Regions from separate parts of the Mus musculus genome. Here region 2 is linked to region 1. A link is a contact called in public HiChIP or PLAC-seq data. All regions are on one chromosome and are shown on one strand. Each heading gives the region's core, a stretch centred on a gene start, on an enhancer-like site or on the middle of the called end of the contact. The rest is flanking DNA. Distances are from core to core; before and after follow the strand shown.

What was found. HiChIP or PLAC-seq counts read pairs in DNA pulled down with a chosen protein or histone mark.
Region 2: a contact with region 1 is called in a FOXA1 HiChIP or PLAC-seq map of pancreatic cancer cells. The contact joins two enhancer-like sites. A contact is called at or near these places in 6 of 115 datasets of contacts at active chromatin or transcription factors (astrocytes, embryonic stem cells, fibro-adipogenic progenitors and 1 more).

The regions. Positions count from the first base shown.
Region 1 is chr9:41,513,782-41,518,087 of GRCm38.p6, reverse strand. The region is part of intron 3 of Mir100hg (Mir100 Mirlet7a-2 Mir125b-1 cluster host gene); the gene reads right to left. Among named protein-coding and RNA genes, the nearest start is that of Mir100, 15 kb to the left of the region's middle. Within about 2 kb of position 2,712, at least 54 of the 459 cell types and tissues checked have an H3K27ac peak or open chromatin away from gene starts, as enhancers often do. A contact at or near this core is called in pancreatic cancer cells, where this site is marked.
Region 2 is chr9:41,727,130-41,731,648 of GRCm38.p6, reverse strand. All of the region lies in intron 2 of Gm35835 (a long non-coding RNA gene), which reads left to right. Among named protein-coding and RNA genes, the nearest start is that of Gm35835, 8.1 kb to the left of the region's middle. Within about 2 kb of position 2,313, at least 10 of the 459 cell types and tissues checked have an H3K27ac peak or open chromatin away from gene starts, as enhancers often do. A contact at or near this core is called in pancreatic cancer cells, where this site is marked.

The DNA.
Region 1 (4,306 bases), core at 1,463-3,962:
CAGAAGATCCCTTGAGTAAAAGAAATTATGAGGCATTCTACCCAGAGTTCAGCTGGGCATCAGGACCTTCCTCGCTGTCTGCACATCTGTAAGTCCTATTAGTGCTTATGAACTAGGATGGCCTGCTGATGGGTTTGAGAGCTCCCCTCCCTCTTAAGGGGCCATGAAGACATGAACACTAACATATGGCTGCCTCCACTCTCTGCTCATAGCTTTCTTTGTGTATGGAGGGGGATAATATATGCAAGTGAATGACAAAAATCCAGGGTGCCTGTGCCTAAATAACTACCCCTATGCACGTGCAGGAGTAAGATTCTGTGTGTCTGTAGCAACTGCAGTTGAAGGGCTGAATTTTCCTCTTAGCAGTTCTTGGTCTCTCTTAGACCCATGGCTGACAAACAAAGGCACTAATAAATGATCTCCAAGCTAGCAAAAAAACAGAGAGAGAGAGAGAGAGAGAGAGAGAGAGAGAGAGAACTTCCCATAACTGCCTTTGTTATGGCATATGGCTGACCGGCCTCACTAATGTGTAGGTAATGACATTCTTGTTTCACATCTTAGCAAAGGGTTTTGGAATGATAGTGTCTGCACTGTGCATTTTCTCTTCCTTGCAGTTAGACTTCTGGCTTACTGGATCCCCACCTCCCTGTATACACACACACACACACACACACACACACACACACACACACACACACACACACCTCACAAATGGGCTGCACCAGATGGGCTCTTAATCACAACAATCATCTGGGAAATTAAATGTTAGAAAATCCAGCTCATTCCCCACTGGAGATGGGGGCCTAGGCTGTCACCATGTTCTATATGAAACCCAGGCTGCCTCTTAAGGAAGGGCCAATGCCCATGGATCTAACAGGCTTCACACTTTGCAGTGTCTGTATTTCTTTCCCAGAAATATGACTGCAGCTCAATTCAGTTTTGTTTCTGTTCTGACGGCTGCTATTAATACCCCCCTATTTACAGAACACATACCTCAGAGGAGCTCAAAACATTTACAGAAATTAGCCAAGCCTTGTAACATCCTGTCAAGTGAGCAGGCACTAGATATTACTTTCTTCATTTAAAAAGGAAGAATCCAAGCTATTAAAAGGGCAAATATCTTTGCTTGCCACAGACACAGGACCCTATCGCCCACTCACTTCCAGGGTTCTACTGAAGCTGCCAAATGGGGTAAGTATTTATTTATACTGTGCTCACTAGCTTAGGACTCTGGTGGTTTTCAGACACATACAAGATGCTCTATGACTCCTCATAGGCAGATGTCATTCCACCTTTCCAGGCTTTAATCCCTCCTCCCTCTCCCTCTCTCTGTCTCTCTCCTTCTCTCTTTGTCTCACGCACGCACACGCACACGCACACACATGCTTCCTCCAGTGATGATCAGCATGACTGGTGAGTTTGCAATCATTCAACACCTCTTTCTAGAGCAGTTTCCACCCTCCATTCCCAGACAGCTCCTAGAGTCTATTCCGTTAGCACTCCTCCGGTGAACTTGAAGTCCCAAGAGAAGTCAGGTTGGTGTGAGTTTGTAGTTTCCACAGAGTCCAGCACTTAGCCTGTGAGAATCATAGGAGGTAGTAACACATAAAGAAAGAACTGTTGGTGTTGAGGCAGGGAGGACTATGCTAGTGTCAGGGGGGGGGGGGAAGCCCTGGCAGGATCACTAACTGTTCTTAACTCATCCTCTAAAAGAAGAGTATATCATATTTGCTCTGAAGTTTATAAGGGGACTATTTGTAACTAGTGAAATGCAAATTCATCAGGGGAATGGTGGTCAAAGACAAAACAGTACCTCCATAGTGGGATTCTCTGTAGCTACTATGAAGAAAGACTGGGTCATTCATGGTAGTACACACTGTAATCTCAGAAGTTTAGAGGCTGAGACAGGAGGATTGCTATCAGGTTTCAGGCCATTCTAGGCTACACAGTAAGTTCTGGGCTTGCCTAAAGTGCATGAGCACTGTTTTTGAGAGGAGAGAAGAGGAGAGGAGAGGAGAGGAGAGGAGAGGAGAGGAGAGGAGAGGAGAGGAGAGGAGAGGAGAGGAGAGGAGAGGAGAGGAGAGGAGAGGAGAGGAGAGGAGAGGAGAGGAGAGGAGAGGAGAGGAGAGGAGAGGAAGGGGAGGGGAGGGGAGGGGAGGGGAGGGGGAGAGGAGGGGGGAGAGGAGGGGGGAGAGGAGAGGAGAGGAGGGGAGGGGAGGGGAGGGGAAGGGGGAGAGGGGAGAAGAGGGGAGGGGAGGGAACAATCGATTAAAAGAAAAAAGATAGACACAAAGAACTTAAAGACATATATTAAGGGTAAAAAATGAGCTGCAGACTACTTTCTGATTCTCTGTCTATATTTATATTCTCAGATTTTGTTCTGGTTCATGACAGGTTACCAAAAGGTAGAGAATGAAATAGGCCAGTAACATAAGCTGCATGGACTGTGCACATGGATAGAGTGCTGGAAGAACCATCGTTACTGCTATTGCCATTCTGTGGGTTCAGTGGGGAGGACTGGGATTCCTGTCTCTCCAGTGTCTGGCACACAGAAGAGAGGGGCTGACTGACTGAGCAAAAGAAAATTGCTCAATGACTGACCTAACCAGGAATTAATTGTTGAGTCAGAAAATAAGGACACAAGTATGAATCACAAAGAATCTTATGTATTGTTTGGACATTTGAGTGGAGTGAGGCCACATCATCCTTTGGGAAGTAACAAGGTTAGAAAGTTCAGAGGCTGAGATTCCAGAGGAGTGTTTCTTCAAGTGCAGCCCCAGGACCACCCAGCCAAGTCCCCTGGGAAGTTGAGTAACCATTAAGATTCCTGGGACCCACCCAGTTCTGAACCAGATTCTTTGAGATGGTGATTCAGAAATAGGGGTTGCCTATGAACACAATTCTCTCTCTCTCTCTCTCTCTCTCTCTCTCTCTCTCTCTCTCTCTCTCTCTCTCTCTCCCTCTGTCTCTATCTCCATCTCCATCTGTCTCTGTCTATCTTCTGTCTGTGTCTCTGTGTGTGTCTCTCTCTCTGTCTCTCTCTCTAACTCTCTCTCTCTCTTTCTCTCTCTCTCTCTGTTCCTGCCACTGGTTGTGTGAACTGTATGCATTTAGAATATACAACTTGATGTTCTGTGACATATATATATATATATATACATATATATATATATTAAAATGATCAACTCTAATTACCAGGCTCCATCTGCTTGCTCCTGTCTTACCTCTCCTTCCTTCTGCCTCTCTCCTCTTTCTTCTTCTTCCTTCTTTTTTCTCCTTGCTTCTTTTCCTCTCTCTCCCTCCTTGCTTTTTTGCTTCCCTCTCCTTCTTTCGCCTTTCCTCTCTTTATCTCTGTCTCTCTTCTGTCTTTTTCAATGGAAAAAAAACACAGAATTTACCCACTGAGCAAAATCATAACACTGCTAAAATGTCCATCCCATGCAGAAACATACACAGATCAATGTAATCTCTATCAAAACTCCAATGTCATTCACCACAGAATGAGAAAAATGGAAACCCCAAAATTCATCAGGAAACACAGAAGACCCCAAATGCCCAAAGCAATATTGAAAGAAAAAAAAAACCCCAAAGCCAGAGGTATTATACTTCGTTATTTCAAAATATGCTACAAAACCACAATAATCCAAACATTGTGGTTCTACATAAAACCACAGATAGATGCATAGATAAACAGAGCATGATAGAAAGCCCAGAATGATATGCCTTATAGTAAATGTATTATTTTCACAAGGTGGAAAGGATTTACAATGGAGAGACAGACAGACAGACAGACAGACAGATTGACTGACTGACTGACTGACTGACTGACTGACTGACTGACTGCAGGGTTAGGAAATTTGTTTACACACATGCAGAAGAGTGAATTGAACCCTTATCACAAACTATATACAAAATCAACCCAAAATGTAAAACTTAGCTATAATGTATGGAACTCTAAAGCTGCTAGAAAAACCAAACCCAAAGTAAAACAAAGAGAACCCACTTCACTTGCTCACTAAAGCCTGTGTGGGCCAGCTGATTACATGCTGAGGGAATGAAAAAACTAGCCAGCTCTTGAAAAGGATGCACATTGCTGATTCTCACCAAACTTGGGTAGTTCACAGAGCTTGCTCTGAAATGGGCTCCTATTTGTTCTAAGTTGTCTTTGTGCCAGAAGGAGGAAGGCCTTGGGAAGCTGCTTGTTTCAGCGCCTGCAAAGTGACCCTAAGATGACCTTTACTGTGGGTGTACTCCCTTCCTCAAGGCTGGGAGGTGTCTGGAAAAGTCCCACAAGAGCATCATCAGT
Region 2 (4,519 bases), core at 1,064-3,563, 210 kb before region 1:
GTCACCTTTATCAATTCCTCTCCTCATGGCTTTCTAGAGTGAAAGAGAAAGGAAGACCTATGGGGAAATAGGAAATCTCAGAATGCTCCCCCCACTTCCATAGAGTACCATATATGTTAATTTATGATAATGTCATGTATATTGCCTACAGAAAAGAGGCTAGAACTGCTGTGTTGGAAAATGACATTTGATGTAAACACAAGCATATCATGTATAGAATTCAAATGGTGCTTAGTTATCTTAAGATGAGAAGACAACATAATAAGATAGCTTGCTAGTAACTGAGTTTAAGGCTTATGGGTTCTGCTCTGTAATATAAAAGAATAAACTACGTGCAAAGCTACCTCTTTTTTTTTTTTTTGGTCCCACTATTGTTTGTTTCTAGCTACCTTCATCAAGCCCACAGGTTGTCTCATTATTTGGGCTTGTCCCTCAGTTGTTGCTGGAATTATTAGGGGATATAAGGAAAGTGCTGGAGGGGAGGGGAATACCATTCAGTGAACATCTACTGTGCTGGTAGCATGAGGTGTGTGTGTGTGTGTGTGTGTGTGTGTGTGTGTGTGTGTGTGTGTGTACACAGTTACAAATGTCTATAGCACATACTTTAGTCCTTAAAATAATCCTGTGTTTTGTTACTAATTAACAAATGAGGGTTTTGATATAAAAGGAGACTAATTACTCAAATGCCTACTAACTAATAGAGAGATTAAATAATTTGAACCCAGGCTCTCAAGTCTTTTTTTCTTGAGTCTAAACACATGGGGTATGTACTGGCATGGTAGGGTGAATCTGGTCAGTCGGATGTATCCTGTATCAGTCGTAACTGAGGACGGGAATTGGGTAGTAGAAATTTTGAAATCCTGAGACCACCTTGAAGAATTAAAGGTGAGTATAAATCTTTTCAGCCACATCTATGAAATGCATGGATCAAATCATGTGAAATTGCCAACATTTGACATATTTCTATTTATAAAAATGAGAATTCAAATGATTTAAGCTAATGGAAGATGTATGATTGGTCCTGAGGTGCACTCAATATGAGGATTGGAATTAAGATCTGGTGATTAAAATCAAAACAGAGAGGGGTCATTTCCCTCGGCTCCAAAAGCTACACAGTCCACAGTTCTAAGATAACTGAATTGGTAGCCCCGAGCAAAATTTGTTTTATGTGGTACTGGAGATTGAATCCATACCTTCCTGCATACCATGTAGGCATGTTACATCCCCAGGCTTTTAGAACACTTCTCTCTAGAGGAGAAAGAGGAGCTATTTCTAATTCTCTTGAAGTCCCATTGGCACTAGGATGTGAGATACAGGCTTAAACCTTTTTCCTGGTTCTTTCAAGTCATGGAGAAGTCCATAACCCATTGTTATGGACTGAGTTTCACACACACACACACACACACACACACACACACACACACACACACACACACACACACACAGATAAAGACAGAGAGAGAGACAGGAGACAGAGAGAGATGATGGTTATACCTAGTACTAGGCTCTGGATTTATTTATATAATATCATATGTAGAATATGATGATTGCAGATGTATTAGTTAACATAAAGACATACTGGAGAAGGATGGAAATAATATCCAATATGATCAATGCCCTTCAAAAAGAGATGAGAGACAGAGATATCTATGGAAAAGACAGCCAGTCATTTGATGACACAGAGTGATGTACCTGTTAACCAAGGAAAGACAAGAGTGCCAGCCAACCCCAGAAAGTGATGTATCCTTTGGGAACTCCACTGCTTTGAACAGATCGCAAGGTGTGCTTTTAAGAGTCTAGGTAGGTTCACCCTTGAGCTTTGGAGAAAGCAGGGTCCTGCTAACGTCTTGATTACAGGTCTCAGCTGCCATAAAATTCGGGTAGCAAACCTCTTCTGCTTGAAGTTGCTTACTCTGTGACACTCTATCATGGAAAGTTTAGGAAATGGGCCCATCCACCTATAGATTCCCTGCCAACCCCATGTTCTTTTATTAGGAAAATAAAGTCCTCTTGGGAAAAGAAAATAGACATTATACTTCAGAAAGCCTAATTCACTAGGCTCCTTTCCAGAATGTTCTGGAGAGTCTGAAGATTTTCTTTCCAGAACTATGAGTTTAGAGGCTGTGCCTGCAAACACTTTCTCAGCAGGAGTTTTATTGATGGTTACCTGTGTGTTCAGCCTTACTCATATCTATGAACTTTTAACCAAATGGGCTGCCTTTCCTGGAAACAGCATGGCCAGGGAGTGGGTGGGATCCTCTCTAGTAGCCACATCTAACTAATCCAGGAAGCATTCAGCAGTTATATGATCATTAGTCAGACAAAGTCATAAGTTAGCCACAAATACACTCACGCAACATTTACTGAGTATCCGCCCTGTATTATATTAGGGTGAAAAGACTTCCAAGGCCTGATCTTGTTGACTGCTCTGTTGTTAAAATTAACTTATGTTATGTGTAGAGATAGTTTGTCTGTATGTCTGTCTGCACACCATGTATGTGTCTGGTGCTTGAGGAGGTCAGAAGGAGGCATAGTATTCCCTGGGACTGGAGTTAATAATCTCTGTGAGCTGCCGTGTGAGGGCTGGGAATTGAACTCAGGGCCTCTGAAAGAGAATTCAATACTCTTAACAACTGAGCCACCGCACAAGCCCTGTGATGGTTGGATTTAATGTCAACTTGCCCCAAAGTAGGATTTCCGGAGTAGGAAGCTTCAGCTGAAGAACTGTCCTGATCGCCTTCATTGATTTGGGGAGCTCCATTCAGGGAAGACTCTTGGCTGTTTGCTCACTTGGTTTTTCCTCATTCCCCTTGTTGCTGAAGATGTAGACTCCTGTTTTTATCATGGGCTGAAGACCAGTGGCTCTCCAGGAACCCCTGAGGTTTTGGGCACTCTATTTAGATTCCTGAGGCACCCAGTCTTGTAGACTAAGCAACTTCCAAGATGTTGGCTTCTCCAAGTAACACAAGCACCGTGGGACTGCTCCAACTGTTGAGGCACCAAGCCCCAAGGTTCTTAGCCTCTCAGGTATGAAGCAACTGCTGTCTCACCTATGGGTTCTGGTCCTCTAGAAAATCCTGACTGAGATATATGGCTCTCTGGAGTTTAAAGTGACCAAAGTGAAACTAGGGTTTAACTTAAATGTCAAGAGTCACATCACAACTAAGAGGGTAGTTATCAAGCTTGAACCCAGTTCCCTTCCCTTCCCTTCCACCCCTTCCTCCCTCCTTCCCTTCCCTTCCACCCCTTCCTCCCCCTTCCCTTCCCTTCCACCCCTTCCTCCCTCCTTCCCTTCCCTTCCCTTCCACCCCTTCCTCCCTCCTTTCCTTCTTTCCTTTCTTCCCTTTCTCCTCTTCCCCTTATCCTCCCCCTTTCTCTTTCTGAAATAGTCTCTCAGCATAACATAAGCTGATCTTGAACTTGAACTTGCTTCAGTCTCTCAGTGCCAAGATTACAGGCCTGTACAACCATGCCTGGCTTTGGATTTAGTTCTTTTGACACTAAGTTCAGAGGTAAGAAGGTAAAATGGACATCTTTAGCCAGGTGCCACAGCATGGGAAAATGAAATCCCACTAAGCCTAAGAATCAAAGAAGTCATACACAAATACCACACACTGCTGGGCACAATGGGAAAGCTCCGAGCAGGTCTGACTTTGGGGTTCATGGATGATGCGAACAGGATTCTATCATCTACTGGTCTGTGTTTGTGGTTAGGAACTGAGCTGCATTGTCCTCAATGGATATGTGGGTAGAACACTATCTCTGTCGTTGAGCTGATGTAAGAGTTACCTTGCACGTACACGTACACGTACACATGCACATATATAGGAGATGTTAGCTTATCAAAGCAGCTGACCTAGTGTTTTCTGACTTGGTGCTATCTTGGAAGGCTATAGGTTTCTTGCAAACCCTACTACTACTCTGACTAGAATGCAAAAATATGCTGCTACATACTTACATCTTAAAAGCAGCCATTTCATTTTTGAACATTTACTTTATTTTTGGATTTGTGCCTGTGCGTACATGCCTGTGTTTATGCACACTTGTGTGGGGGTGCCCTCAAAGGATAGAAGAGTGTGTTCTATCCTCTGAAGCTTGAGTGGCAAACAGAAACAGTAGTGAGCTGCCCGGAATGGACACTGGGAACTGAACACAGGTCCTCGACACAAGCAGCAGCTGAGCTCTCCCTCCGGCAGCCCCTCCCACTTGATTGTTCAAAATTAACGAACAAAGCATTTTCCAAAGCATCTCAGTATTCATCTACTTAATCATGGGGTGCTGTTTGGTTGCAGCCTATGCCATGCCTGTCTCATCTGACACAATGCACCCAACGATGTTGTCCCCTTCAGGGGAGTGCTGCTGGGATTTCTGGTCCTCAGTATCTTCTCTGATCAAAATCTCTAGGTGGAAGAGGGAGTTAGACCCCATGGAGCTAGAGAACATTGCTGAGAACAAAGTTTGGTGTCATAGCCAGCTTTCTTATTATATGTTTTTCTTTTACCAGCTTGTGTTGTTAATT